Linked DNA regions of Mus musculus: regions 1 and 3 are each linked to region 2. A link is a contact called in public ChIA-PET and HiChIP or PLAC-seq data. All regions are on one chromosome and are shown on one strand. The core of a region is the stretch at or near the end of the contact, and the rest is flanking DNA. Distances in the headings are between cores, read along the strand shown. Region 1 holds the start of Fgfrl1 (fibroblast growth factor receptor-like 1). Region 2 holds the start of Pigg (phosphatidylinositol glycan anchor biosynthesis, class G). Region 3 overlaps Dipk1a (divergent protein kinase domain 1A).

What was found. ChIA-PET counts read pairs in DNA pulled down with a chosen protein or histone mark. HiChIP or PLAC-seq counts read pairs in DNA pulled down with a chosen protein or histone mark.
Region 1: an HNF4G HiChIP or PLAC-seq map of pancreatic cancer cells shows a contact between it and region 2. The contact joins the promoter of Fgfrl1 here to the promoter of Pigg in region 2. A contact is called at or near these places in 2 of 39 promoter capture datasets (the C10 cell line and pre-B cells), 2 of 484 Hi-C or Micro-C datasets (both in embryonic stem cells), 3 of 115 datasets of contacts at active chromatin or transcription factors (embryonic stem cells, large pre-B cells and pancreatic cancer cells) and 3 of 9 other capture datasets (adipose tissue, liver and pancreatic islet).
Region 3: an RNA polymerase II ChIA-PET map of memory CD8 T cells shows a contact between it and region 2, with 7 read pairs. The contact joins the enhancer-like site here to the promoter of Pigg in region 2. A contact is called at or near these places in 3 of 39 promoter capture datasets (3T3-L1-derived adipocytes, liver and maxillary cranial neural crest), 4 of 484 Hi-C or Micro-C datasets (Th1 cells, cerebral cortex, cortical neurons and 1 more), 4 of 115 datasets of contacts at active chromatin or transcription factors (astrocytes, embryonic limb bud, embryonic stem cells and 1 more) and 1 of 9 other capture datasets (liver).

The regions. Positions count from the first base shown.
Region 1 is chr5:108,692,095-108,696,429 of GRCm38.p6, reverse strand. Fgfrl1 (fibroblast growth factor receptor-like 1) reads right to left here and starts at 2,201. Exons shown (of 7, transcript NM_054071.2): 1 at 1,898-2,201; 2 at 1,312-1,535. The coding sequence starts at 1,378. It overlaps Gm42151 (predicted gene, 42151), which reads left to right and starts at 2,364. Exons shown (of 2, transcript NR_168910.1): 1 at 2,364-2,594.
Region 2 is chr5:108,310,465-108,314,814 of GRCm38.p6, reverse strand. Pigg (phosphatidylinositol glycan anchor biosynthesis, class G) reads right to left here and starts at 2,002. Exons shown (of 13, transcript NM_001310689.2): 1 at 1,737-2,002; 2 at 651-856. The coding sequence starts at 1,890.
Region 3 is chr5:107,925,474-107,930,227 of GRCm38.p6, reverse strand. All of the region lies in intron 1 of Dipk1a (divergent protein kinase domain 1A), which reads left to right. Among named protein-coding and RNA genes, the nearest start is that of Gm26387, 21 kb to the right of the region's middle. Within about 2 kb of position 3,492, at least 78 of the 459 cell types and tissues checked have an H3K27ac peak or open chromatin away from gene starts, as enhancers often do. A contact at or near this core is called in Th1 cells and memory CD8 T cells, where this site is marked.

The DNA.
Region 1 (4,335 bases), core at 952-3,451, 380 kb before region 2:
CTGAAGCTCCAGCCAGTGATCATGGCAGGGCAGGAGCCTTCAGAGCCTCCTTTGCTGAGCAGCCAAAGAAGAGGCAGGTGCAGGGATGGGGTGTATCCAAACAGATAAAAGACCAATCATAGACTGGGCCACCAGTTGGGGGGGGGGGGAGGGTGAAGAGACAACTCACCCAGCATGGCCCAAGTGCCTACATGCCCAGGACACTGTCCAGCCCAGCTGTGCCTGGACAGCCCCCACCCTCCAGCCAGCCAGTCCCCAAGCAGAAGAAGGGGGGTTATAGTGGCATAAGGCCCACCTGGGCCGCCACCCGCCGCCCAACACCAAACGTGGCCATATAAGGCCAGGTTGGGCTCAGTGCGCCCGCGCTAGTGGCGGGGGGAGGAGATGCGAAGCCTCAGAGGACTGGTGGACAGAGCAAGGACAGTCCTGAGTGGCCAACACACCCAAAGGGCCCGCCTGGCCATCAGTCCTGCCTAACCATAGGGGAGCCCAGCACTGTGCCCCGTGACACTGGAACACAGTGGCCAAAAATCTACGGGCATGTATCACCCATCAGCTCTGGGTGCCCTCTGCCAGGGCTAGGTCTAGGGCAGAGCTCCCCAGAAGACGAGTGATGTAGCCAAGCCATAGTGTGGTGTATCCTGCAACAACATAGTGTGTGACCCTGTGGTCTAAGATCTTCCACCTTTACTGTAGTGATGTTCTGTGCTCTGGGGACTCCCAGATGGTAGACTATGCTACCTGTAATTGATAAGCAAGCCAAGGGTCCAGAGCTGGGTCAGCTGAGGGCTGGATCAGAGCGAGCTCCAATCACCAAGATATCACCAATGTTCTCTATATTCAGCTAGGCACTGTGTGAGTCTCTGCAAGTTCCCAGGGACCCAATTAGGTTTTCTGCTCCCACAAAGAGTCCACTCCCCAAGAATCTGGGGGAGGGGTGACAACCACCTGCTCTCCATCTAGATATGCACCTGAAAGTGTGTTTATGCAAGATTATGAGGCTGTCCTGGAAAGGACCTAGGCAAGGCCAACAGTCAAATGATTCTGGGGCCCTTTACATGAGGTGTCAGCCAAAGAGGGTGAGCTGGGGGTATCTGATTGTGACTAGGTAACCCCAAGAGTGAGGTAGAGGCATGTAAAACCGACAGTACTTCAGGTTAAGGATGGGGGTTGGGGGGAGGATCTGCTGCGATGGAGCAGACAGGGAGGGGAGGAGTGTGCCAGGCGGGCACTGTGTGGCAGAGTTCAGGGCTGGTGGGAAAGGGGCGGCGCTGCAGAGGCCAAAGCGCCAGACTGGGCGCCAGGACTCACCTCGCGCCGCCTCAGCCGACGGGAGGGCCCCCAATAGCAGCAGCAGCAGCGCGGGGCTCCGCGTCATCTCGCCGGTCGGACCTGAAGCAGGGGCGCGGTCACTGGGAGCTGGACTGGACGCCACTCAGGGCTCAGGCCCGCAAGACCCAGGTCGCGGCCGCAGAGCCAGGGTCCGGCCCCCCTCGGCGCCGAGCTCCAGGCAAAGGAAGCGAGGCGCGTAGACGCTGAGCGTATCAAAGGCAGACAAAGGGTTTACACTAATTACCAGCCGCCCCCGCCGCCCCCTTTCCAAACACCGTCTGGATTCCTGGCGCTTGTAACTCGGGCCCTGCCCGCGGGACACACAACACCGAGCGGCCCCGCAGATAATCGCCTGCGCCATTAGCGGACAAATTTGCGCTGGGGGGCCCACGTGGGGCTCAAGGGGGGGCGGGGCGCGGGGCAGGGCCGCGGGCCCCACAGGAGCAGCTACGGCGCGAGCCCGGCTCCCGCCCCGCACAGTGATCGCGGCCCTGCCCTTCGCGCCCCGCACTCTAACCCATTCCAGCCCTCCCTCCGGGGGTCGCGGACGTACAGCCCGGCTCACCTCGACAGGGATCAGCGCGGGGGCGCGCAGCAGGCAACGGGGTCAGAGCCGGGCCCCTGAGCAGCGCGACGCGGTCATCGCTGCCCCGGGCGCCGCATCCCGCCCCCCGCGCCCCCGGGCCCGGCCTGGGCGGGGCGGCGCTACCTGGGCGCTGGCGGCTGGGGCCGGGCTGGGGCGCGGGGCGCGCTGTCCGCGCGGATAAACGGCGAGGCTTGGCGAGGGCGGGGAAGAGGGGCGGCGGGGCGAGGGGCCCGGGGCGCCGCGCCGCGAGGCGTCCTTCCCTGCGGGGCTTTGTCAACTCTCCCGGAGCGAGCGCGGAGCAGCCCTGAGCTCCGCCCCGCACAACTTCCGGCCAATCTGCGAGCCCCAGTCCGCCCCGTTCCCCGCCCCTCCCCGAAACTTTGCTCCAATCCGCACACGTGCCCGCCAGGCTCGCTGCTTAACCCTCGCAGTGCTTCTGCCCTTCAGGCTGGCGGCTCCCCGGAGCGCGCCCAGTCGGCCCTGCCTCGCCGCGCCCCCGCCCCTGGGCTCTGGGAACGCGCGGTCCCGCTAGCCTGAAGACCAGCTGATGGCCGCGGAGCCCACTCGGTATCTGCACCAGCTAGGCCCCTGGCCCCCAGAGCTGGCCGTTACTGCACTGTCTCTACTCCCGGCTTTAAACAGGAGGAAGGGAGCTGAACGGAACCTTCGAGCTTTTGTGAGTAGAGAGGCCGCTGTGCTGCTCTGGTTTGAGGGCGGGGGGTGGGGGGGTGGGGGTGGGGGGGTAAGGTGCGGGGGGGGGGGGGGAGATGGCGCAGATCTCCAGTGCTGGAGTCCAACGAAGCCCTGACTTGAGCATCTAGTTGTACCTAGGACCTTAGGAAGGCTGAGAGGGTCCTACAGCCCACCTGGATACTTCTCTGCACCTCACCTGCTTTGTGATAGTAATCAACACACCCTTTTGTCTTTGCTACTTAGCAAGTGTCTTGCTGTACCCCTGCACCCATCAAACAGAAAGACTGGTGAGTTTCCCAAACCTCACTAGCTCCCTTCAGCAGCATCCTGATCCATCCCCCGCGATCTCTCCAGACAGCTTCCTGCCTACCCTCACTCACCAGAGCCAAAATTCATCAAAACATGAGTCTTGCCAGTTTTCTCAACATAAATCCCATAATTTTTGACGCCCCGGTAGTGCCTCCCAAGAGACCACTCCTAAGCTCCGCTTTCAAGGACCCTGATCCAAACAACTTTTCTTCTCTAAGCTAAGAAGCACCCCCTCTTTCCGGAAGCCTGTCAGAGAAAAATGAAACCGAGGAATAGCCTAGTGTTCCTAGCCCCAAATTCTGTTTCTGGGCTAGTGTGGGCAAATGGAGGTGAACCTTGTCTCCTCTGCATGAAGGTCCAAGTACCCATCTCAACTGCAACGCTGTGTCTCAGAAGCAGCCCATGGAACTTTCTCTGGGCTACCAGAGAATTTGGGCTAGTACTGGGGTCACAGAAAGCATTTAAAACAGACAGAGTGGGTCCTGACTAGTCTGAGTAGGTCCTGGCTCCACAGAAAGTTTTGTGAGGAGATGCCACCGAAGCATGTAGTGCAACAACATTGTGTTGCTGCCAACCAAGAGCAGTTGTGTGTGGAGGTGGCTCTGTAGTGTGGGGAGGTTAAAAGCAAATGAGCCCAATGGGCAGAAAAAGGTAGGCAATGGATTGAAGTTAGACGGGAAGGTGCAGAGACCACAGGTGAGTGAGGCTTGTTCAAAGACAGGTGTGTCAGTACAGGTGTGCCAGGAAGGGAGAAACACTACTCTATGCTTCCCTTCTGCCTGGCCACTAGGCCCTAAACCCCTGGTCACCACCTCCAGCCTCCTTCACCTTATATGTTCCCTGCTGAAGAGACCGCCGCCCCCCCCCCCCCAGCCCCCAGCCCCCAGCCCCCGCACCTGTTCCCTGTGGCCCACCTGCCCAGGTTCTCCACTCCTTACCCCTGCCCGGTGAAAGAACACGCTGCCCCCTGGCGGAGGTGATAGGTTAGGCAGCTATGGAGGGAATTTACCACCCCAGCCCCGCCCCGCCCCTCCACGTCCTGCCCGGTGCTCACAGGGTATCCACTCCTGCTGTCCGGAAACCGCTGCGCAGCTTTGGAACCTGGCTAGGCTCGCCTCACTGCTCTTTGGAACCCGAAACCGGAGTTGCAAGCCCTGCCCCTTTAAAAGTGAAACCTAGGCCGTTGGCCATTCCCTGTCCATTCGACAATCCCACTCCAGAGCATCACAAGTTTGTTTGCAGCATCTGCCAGCAGAGGTAAACTCTGCGGTTCCTAATTCTCTGTGATCCTCATTCTCTGAGCCCTGGTAAGACCAGGCTCTGTGATGGTCTGGAAGTGCGGCTGAACAAGGTAGACAATCAACCGTACTGAGGATAGCTCAGGATCAGCTGCAGAGGCTGAAAAGTGCATATGC
Region 2 (4,350 bases), core at 753-3,252:
GGCATCATATCCCATTGCAGATGGTCATGAGCCACCATGTGGTTGCTGGGAATTGAACTCAGGACCTCTGAAAGAGCAGTCAGTGTTCTTAACCTCTGAGCCATTTCTCCAGCCTCCCCACCCCCCACCCCCGCCACAATTCTTAGGTAAAGCACAATGCACTTCAGAAGTGCCCTCATCAGACTGAACAACAAATTATGTAGTAGAAGTAACAGCTCTTCAGACCAGTTCATAGTTCTTTGATCATTTTGTATAATTCTGACAAATAATTTAACTTGACCGAGTTTGTCTTCTTGTATATACAGTTAATGAACTAGGCTGAATATGCCCAAAGGCTCCCTCAAGCCTGACGACTAAGGAACACAATAGGCCACCACAAAGGAGGATACCTCCTGGACTACGGTGGCCTGGAAAATCTGGTTCTAAATCCCTCCCCCTTTCCATGAGGGATGAACTTCAGCTACTTAACAAGGGGTAAAAAGATTACCTTATTATGGGATTTCCTCAGCACCCCACTGCCCAGCAACACTGACAACACTGAAATATTTCCCATGTTATTAAAACAGGGTCTCCAAGTCGGTTAAATAATCGCTCTAAACCTTCAAAAGAGCCAAGTCATGATTCATAAAATTTAACCAAGTTAAATTTACCTTGATTCGAGGCATAGTAACTGTGGGTGGCTTTGCCTCAGCCACAAAGCTATGAGATGCTCCTTTTTCTACCAGATACGTTGTGTAGGGCATATACTTCACACCTTTCGACCCAAACACAAAATCATCTCTTAATGCATCTATCAACACAATAACCACTTTACTGAAGAGAGGTGGTGGCAGCTTGGTCCAGTTCGAACGGACTCCTAAAAGTATTTAGAAAAGGGGAAATTAAATTTTAAACTCCATTCAGCACTCCATTGCCTTCAATGTCTTTTTCCTTTGTTCTTCTAGCACACATCAAATCTATTTCAACCTGAAAGAAGGCCCATTTTGGGTAGCCAGTGTTGTGTTAATTTTCTAAGAAACCAAACAAGACAACTGTGAAGGTTCCTTCAAGGGTTGTAACCAGCCTGCAGGTGACTACCAAGAAGGGCATCTCCTGGCTAGGCTGGACAGTATGTTAACAATGAGTAGGTATCCCAGGAATGTGTAGTGCACTACTCTTAGCAAGGTGAAGAGTCCAGGACAGGGCCACTTCTACCTAAGAGACATACAGTTGGAAACTGTGCCTCCCTGAGCTTGCCCTAAAGCCTAGTCTTGCAGGCAGTGAACCTATGGGTTTACATGTCCAGTGGCTGTGATTATATGGACCTGTTTCACTGCAGCGGAGTGGGTATCAGGTGTTTATTTCTGTGTTGGTGAGGCTACTAGGGTGCTAATGCAGAGAGGCCCTAAGCACTGAGGGCCGGGAGGTCTTCTGGGGGAGAGTTGTAGAAAACTGGAGGAGATCTGAAGAAACATCACCTGTTATGCCCTATGGGTCCAAAACTGGAAACCTAAATTGGTAGTGATTGAAAGGATTATTAGGAAAAGGGGTACGAATCACTGAACAGCGGCAAACAAGACGCAAAGTCGGAGTTACTCTGGGAATCCTCTGATTATCACATAGGTCGACATGGGGCGGGAGGCTGCGAATGCCTCGAAGGTGTATGATACACAAACAACACTAAAACAATACAAATTGTTTCCGTGGTGGGGCAGAATGAAAGCGGGAACCACCGAGATGGGGGCGGGGGGCTATACCTGCTACGGGTTCGGGCGCTGGGGTCTCTGCATCGTGCTCTGGTCTAGCAGAGGAACGAACAGGAGCTGGGAAGAATCCCCGAATAAATATCGCGACCCCGATCACCTCAATCGCTACGCAGCTGGCAGCGAAGGCCCCGGAGCCCAGCCGCATTCTGCCCTGCCGCTGGGCCGGTCGGCCCGAAACTTAGTGTAACAGCGGGCGTTGCAAACCCGCACCCAGAGCCCACACCCGGACTGTCAAGAGCTCCCTCCCAGCCTGCCTCGCCAGCCCCAGCGCACAGGAAGTACGTCAGAGTGGCGAGTGCCCGCGGTCGCTCCCTGACGACGTTCCCCGCGGACCGGCCCCGGGGTGATTCTCCCGGGAGTCCCTGCCTCCTCCCGAACCCAAAGGTCCACGGAATCCCCGGCTGATCCATTCGGGAGCCTCGCTTCCGGTGCCACCGAGAGTCCCCGCACCTGCCCCGCCATCTCAGGATTCCAAGTTTGTGCGCCTTGAGCCAGGCGCATCTAGCGCTGCCCAGTGTCGGTGCAGTATTTAGCTGCTGGTGTTTCTGGTGTATTATTAGTCCTACTCACTTCCTCCTGGTGTTATGGCCCCAGTTTTCTGACAGGACGACTCTGACAGACTCGGGTCTGGGGCAAGCCTGCAGATTAAGCGATCCTGATGCGATTGGCAATCAGTGAGTGTGCTCCCCTTCTTTGGAAAGCTGTCCTCTGGAAGGAACCTCTAAACCGTAGGGGGCCACGTGTTTGGTAGGCAAGGTCTTTCCGCTCTAGATGCGGGAATTTTCCCGGGCTCATGCAATGAGACAGAAGCCGGTCTTTGAACAGAGTCCACCCCAGCCTTGTCTTCCTTTGTGCACACTCATTCTCCTTGCGGACCTTGCTTCTGTAAGTCAAAAGACCCAAACCCCTTCTCACGAACTCTGTTTTTCTAGGAAGCCAAGAACAAGATAGAGGTTTTGCTGCTGTTAAGTTGTATGAATTCCTTAATATCTTGGATAGCAACCTTTATATTTGATTTGTAAGCTAAATTTTCATCTAGTTCATGTTTTTTTTTTTTCAGTTTACCATAATCACACGTACTTTTTTTTTTTTTTGGTGGTAATTCTCTGTGAATTTGGTGTTATATGTTTAAGGGGGAAAAAAAGCATCAGTTTTGGTGAAGTTTCTTCTCACCTTTTTCTTATAGGAGTTTTATAGCTTCAGATATTAAATTTTAGTGGTTAACCCATTTTTACTTGATATTTCTGTATGTATAAAGGAAGGGTCCAGTTCCATTCTTCTGCATGTTTACCCAACATGAGTGGTGTTAAAAATATTATGTCATGGATCTCTGTGACTTCCAGGCAAGTTCCAGGACAGCAGCTACATAGAGAAACCCTGTCTGGGGGAGGGGGGAAGGGAATAAAAATAAACAAACAAATAAATTGTGTGTGTGTGTGTGTAGCCTTTGAATTTATCAGTGATTAGTTAATGACATAGTTTATTAATTAGGTGTTTTTATGACAATACCACACTGTCTTATTAAATCAAAATATCAGTAAGACAGTACCACAGGAATATACATGCATGTGCACATAAAATATCAGTAAAGTACATGTAGCAAGTCCTGACAAATGAACGTAGAAATAGGAAATAGAAGAACACTGTTTAGACACTTTAATATCCTAGTGTTGATAATGGACAGAACAACTAAGCAGAAGAGAAAAACAAAACAAAACACAGAAGACACGAACTCTATTGTCCCGCTAGACTACCAACTGCAGTGTGTACATTATTCCTCATTTCACATAAACATGAACTTCTATGAACAAAAGTTCCTGAAAGAATACCACCTTACACTTAACTTCCTACAAGAATGATTAACCAATTAAAACTTCAGACTATATAGTTTGAAGTGTTACATGTTGTCTTAGGGTTTCTATTGCTGTTATAAAACACCATGACCAAAACATCTTTGGGAGCAAAAGGCTTATTTGGCTTAAATATCCTGGGTCACAGTTTGTCTTAGTCAATGTTCTATTGCTGTGAAGAGACACCATGACCACAACTCTTATAAAAGGAAAACATTTAATTGGGGTTGCCTTACATTCAGAGGTTTAGTCCACTATCCTCTTCTCAGATCCTTGACTCTAGCTTGTGTCAAGTTGAGGAAAAAACAAAAACAAAGCCCAACCAGGATAATTGACCCTTGACAACTTGGTATGCAAATAAATTATTCAACTCTGTTCCTTTATTTTTTTTATCCCTAAGATCTCATATAATACTAATAATATATGACATAAGTAACTTTAAAACTCAGGGGTTTTATTTATTTTTAAGATTTATTTTATGTATGTGAATGCACTGTCACTCTCTTCAGACAGATCAGAAGAGGGTATCAGTTGTGAGCCACCATGTGGTTGCTGGGAATTGAACTCAGGACCTCTGGAAGAGCAATCAGTGCTCTTAACTACAGCCATCTCTCCAGTCCCAAACTCATGCAGTTTTAACGTTCCATCTCTTAAAATATATTCAAAGTCTCTCAACTGTGCACTCCTGTAAAATCAAAATTAAGTTATATACTTTCTTACTCCAAGAGGAAAGAATCAGGAAACAGTCATAATAA
Region 3 (4,754 bases), core at 2,243-4,742, 390 kb after region 2:
CCCTAATTTCTTTCTCAGCCTGTTTATTCTTTGTATAGAGAAAGGCCATTGACTTGTTTGAGTTTATTTTATATCCAGCTACTTCACCGAAGCTGTTTATCAGGTTTAGGAGTTCTCTGGTAGAATTTTTAGGGTCACTTATATATACTATCATATCATCTGCAAAAAGTGATATTTTGACTTCCTCTTTTCCAATTTGTATCCCCTTGATCTCCTTTTGTTGTCGAATTGCTCTGGCTAATACTTCAAGTACTATGTTGAAAAGGTAGGGAGAAAGTGGGCAGCCTTGTCTAGTCCCTGATTTTAGTGGGATTGCTTCCAGCTTCTCTCCATTTACTTTGATGTTGGCTACTGGTTTGCTGTAGGCTGCCATAGCCAGGGATCCACCCCATAATCAGCATCCAAACGCTGACACCATTGCATACACTAGCAAGATTTTATTGAAAGGACGCAGATGTAGCTGTCTCTTGTGAGACTATGCCGGGGCCCAGCAAACACAGAAGTGGATGCTCACAGTCAGCTAATGGATGGATCATAGGGCTCCCAATGGAGGAGCTAGAGAAAGTAACCAAGGAGCTAAAGGGATCTGCAACCCTATAGGTGGAACAATATTATGAGCTAACCAGTACCCCGGAGCTCTTGACTCTAGCTGCATATATATCAAAAGATGGCCTAGTCGGCCATCACTGGAAAGAGAGGCCCATTGGACTTGCAAACTTTATATGCCCCAGTACAGGGGAATACCAGGGCCAAAAAGGGGGAGTGGGTGGGCAGGGGAGTGGGGGTGGGTGGATATGGGGGACTTTTGGTATAGCATTGGAAATGTAAATGAGTTAAATACCTAATAAAAAATGGAAAAAAAAAAAAAGAAAAAAAAGAAAAACAGTGTGTTCCCCAATAGCTTTATATGAAATAACATTATGCAGTACAGGTAAAGAAAACAAGTTGTTCTCAAGAATCCACGTACATTCATAACTAAGCAACTTGTTATAAATTAACAAAGTGTGAGCAAGCAAGAGAGTTCTCTCAGCCAATTTCTCTTACTGGCAGGTAGAAATTTGTGGTTACAAAGAAAGGATTAATTATTTTATTATTTTACTATCTATCTTTTAAAATAATCGTATAATAATCTTAAGTACAAATCTAAACTCTAAATCAGTCATATCTATTTTAAATTCTCAGAATGCACATCTGCATATCAGCAATTTTTATTAAGTCATATCAAGAAGTTGAGAACAAAAATAGTTATAAAAGGGCTGGGAGCGATGTCTGAGCAGTTAAGAATGCTGATTACTGGGCTGGTGAGGTGGCTCAGTGGGTCCGGAGTTCAAAACCCAGCAACCACATGGAGGCTCACAACCATCCTTAACGAGATCTGACTCCGTCTTCTGGATAAATAAATAATTCTAAAAAAAAAAAAAAAAAAAAAAAAAAAAAGAATTCTGACTACTCTTCCAGAGACCCTGAGTTCAGTTCCCAGCAACCACATGGTGGTTCACAACCATCTATAATGGGATCTGATGCCTTCTTCAGATTTGTCTGAAGATAGCTCCAGTGTACTCATACATAAAATAAATAAGTAAATATTTTTTTTTTTAAAAATCAGCCAGGCGTGGTGGTGCATGCCTTTAATCCCAGCACTCGGGAGGCAGAGGCAGGTGGATTTCTGAGTTTGATGCCAGCCTGGTCTACAGAGTGAGTTCCAGGACAGCCAGGGCTATACAGAGAAACCCTGTCTCAAAAAACAAAAACAAAAGAAACAAAAAAACAAAAACAAAAAAAATGGATATAAGAAATTTATCATCACCAGTTCAGCCTCAGAGAGAGTCACGTGAGCTAGTGCTGCCATTGTTCTTGTCCCTGAACGTAAAAGCTCCTCGCGTAACTAATAACAGAGTTCCTTTCTGAACTTCAAATTGTTCCCCAAGATGTTCTACATCAAAGCCAGTAGTAAAAGCATCTCAGCCCAGCTTCACTAACATTCTTTTTCCAAAAGTTTTTTAAGGCTGGTGGTCATTGCTCACAATAGGTCTCTAAGTTCTTCTCTAGTGCAATGATAATAATCTGCTCCAGCAGCAATGCCTGAGAGAGATCAAGGATTAGTACTGTGAGTGCCAGAGATACTGCCCAGTGAGGGGCTGGAAGCCCCCTAGAGTTTTCACATAATTCTTAGATTAAGAGGGATGTGAGGGCAGCAAGCAGAGCAGAACTGCACAACAACATGATGTCCTCAGAACCATGCCTCAACTGAGAGACACCGTCCTGGCTGTGCTAACCGGTGAGCCAAATTCTTTCCATGAGTTCTAAAACCATTTATTATTCCTCCTGCGTGATCCTCAGCACTTCAAATTATCAATTGTCTCCCAAGTATTAGTGGTACTTTGTGAGGCTTAGGGATTAGTTCCGGGGACACGTGCTTGCACAGAACCTTGGGTCTGGTCCCCAGCACTCAAAAAATTAGAATGGAGGAAGGACCTGATGGAAGGAAGGAGGGAGGGAGGGAGGGAGGGAGGGAGGGAGGGAGGGAGGGAGGGAGGGAGGGAGGGAGGGAGAAGAGAGGAGAGAGATGGGAGAGACAGAGAGGAGAGAGGAGAGAGGCGTGTGGATGTGATGACTTAGCACCGTCAAACTGGGGACCTGAATTCAACCTCTGGTGCCACATGTTGGTTGTACAGAATTAATTCCCACAAATTGTCCACCACACTTGTCCTGTGGCACTTGAATACACACCTCTCCACACACACATACACACACAGAAAAAAAAAACTTTTGACTTGTGTCACCAATACCATTTTCCCTTTGTTTCATTCTGTTTTGTTTTGAGATGGTCTCACTTTGTAGCCCTGACTGGTCTAGAGCTCAAGAAGGTCAGCCTCTGTGCCCCAAGTGCTGACTTCCAAACTTTCAAACTTCATTTTCTTAGTTTTTCTTGAAATTAAAATGATACCATTTTCTTCTTCCCTTTCCTTTCTCCAGACCACACTCACACACCTCGAATTCATGGCTTCTTTTTCTTAAATTGTACATACATATATAATATATTCCTAAATATACAACTACAACCTACCTGCTCAGTCCGTATAAGGTTCATTTATGTAACTGATTTCAGGGTTGACTGTGTGGTGTTGGGTAACCCTTTGATGTGACTCTGAGAAGGCTGTCTACCCTGCTCATCGTTGCTTAGTTGCCTATAGTTCTACCTCCGGGTTGGGGCACTGATAGCTTCCCACTCTGTGTTAGCATACATTTTGGTTTCCTTGTTGTTCGTTGGTTTTGTCTTGTGTTTCATAAATATTTTCCAATCTTAAGTTTCTCCTTGTCTAGACTTAACCCTTGTGACTTAATTGTTGAAGAAATGGTCTCTTTGTATTGCATGTTTCCCACAGTCTGGAGTTTGCCACAAACTGTCCTTTGCTTCAAGGTTGCCAGTGCTACCGGCTGTCTCCACCATTTCCTGTGAACGGGTGGTTGCAGCTAGAGGTTTGATCCGATCCAGAGCTTCCTTCCTTTTCGGCTGTAGCCAATGGCAGCATTGTTGATCTCTTCTTGCACGGGGACTTTGTGTGTGTGTGTGTCTGCTTGGTGCACAGCATGCTTTGCAGGCTTTAATCTTAGTGGAGGCTCAGAATGCTAGCACGTGTCAGTTTATAGCTGATGATCACACTTCTTAGGTCCAGTAATCTCAAATGATTTTTAGACAGGCCTCTTGGGTCCATTGTGTTGCATGTGATTTAATTTTGTGGTGTGTGTGTGTGTGTGTGTGTGTGTGTGTGTGTGTGTGTGAATTCACTTAGTGCTATATAAAAATGTTTTGCATTAAAAGTGCTTTTACAATTAGTAATAAAACTCAAAGGACTCAGCCGGGCATGGTGGTGCCCGCCTTTCATCCCAGCACTTGGGAGGCAGAGACAGGCGGATTTCTGAGTTCAAGGCCAGCCTGGTCTACAGAGTAAGTTCCAAGACAGCCAGGGCTATACAGAGAAATCCTGTCTCGAAAAAACAAAACAAAACAAAAAACAAAAAACAAAAACAAACAAACAAACAAACAAACAAACAAACCCCTCAAAGGCCTGAATTATTTGTACTGGGATTCACCATCTGTGAAACCCCTTGAGGACAGATGTCTGAACTGCAGATAGAACCATTTCCCTTTGTGCTTGCTGAGTTGGGTGTGTTTTCCCTTTGAGCTTGCTGTCTCCTGCTCGTGCACCATGGCTCTTTAGTCTCTTTCTGCTTTCTCTGCAAGCTCATCCTGCTCACAGTATTCTACTGTTTCCAAGTGTGAGAAACTGGCTTGGGAATATAAAAGCAAAACTAGCTTTTCATTGTGTGTGTGCATCCTTAATTTATTCTGCTCAGTTCTATCTGTAGACCTCAGTTCTACTGTTTATTAAATCGAACCACTGGAACTCTAGATCCAAAAAGTAACTATCAGGCTGTGTTGACCAACCGCCACGTTTGAATATTGAATGGCTTGATCTATGGCTGATGTAGAAAGGCATCAACAGCTGAGATCAGATATCAGAGCAGCGCACACAAAACATTGCAAAGGGGAGCCTGTTGTGTAGCTTTGCCCATTGGCGTGCAAGGAATAATTTTTGCTTTTCTTTCTTTTTGTTTTTCTTTTTGTTGTTGTTTTGCTTTGCTTTTCTTCTTTGAGACAGGATCTTATATAGCCTTGTCTGGCAACTCAGTATAACTAACAATGACCTTGAACCTCTGATTCTCCTACCTCTACCTCCCAAGTGCTGGAA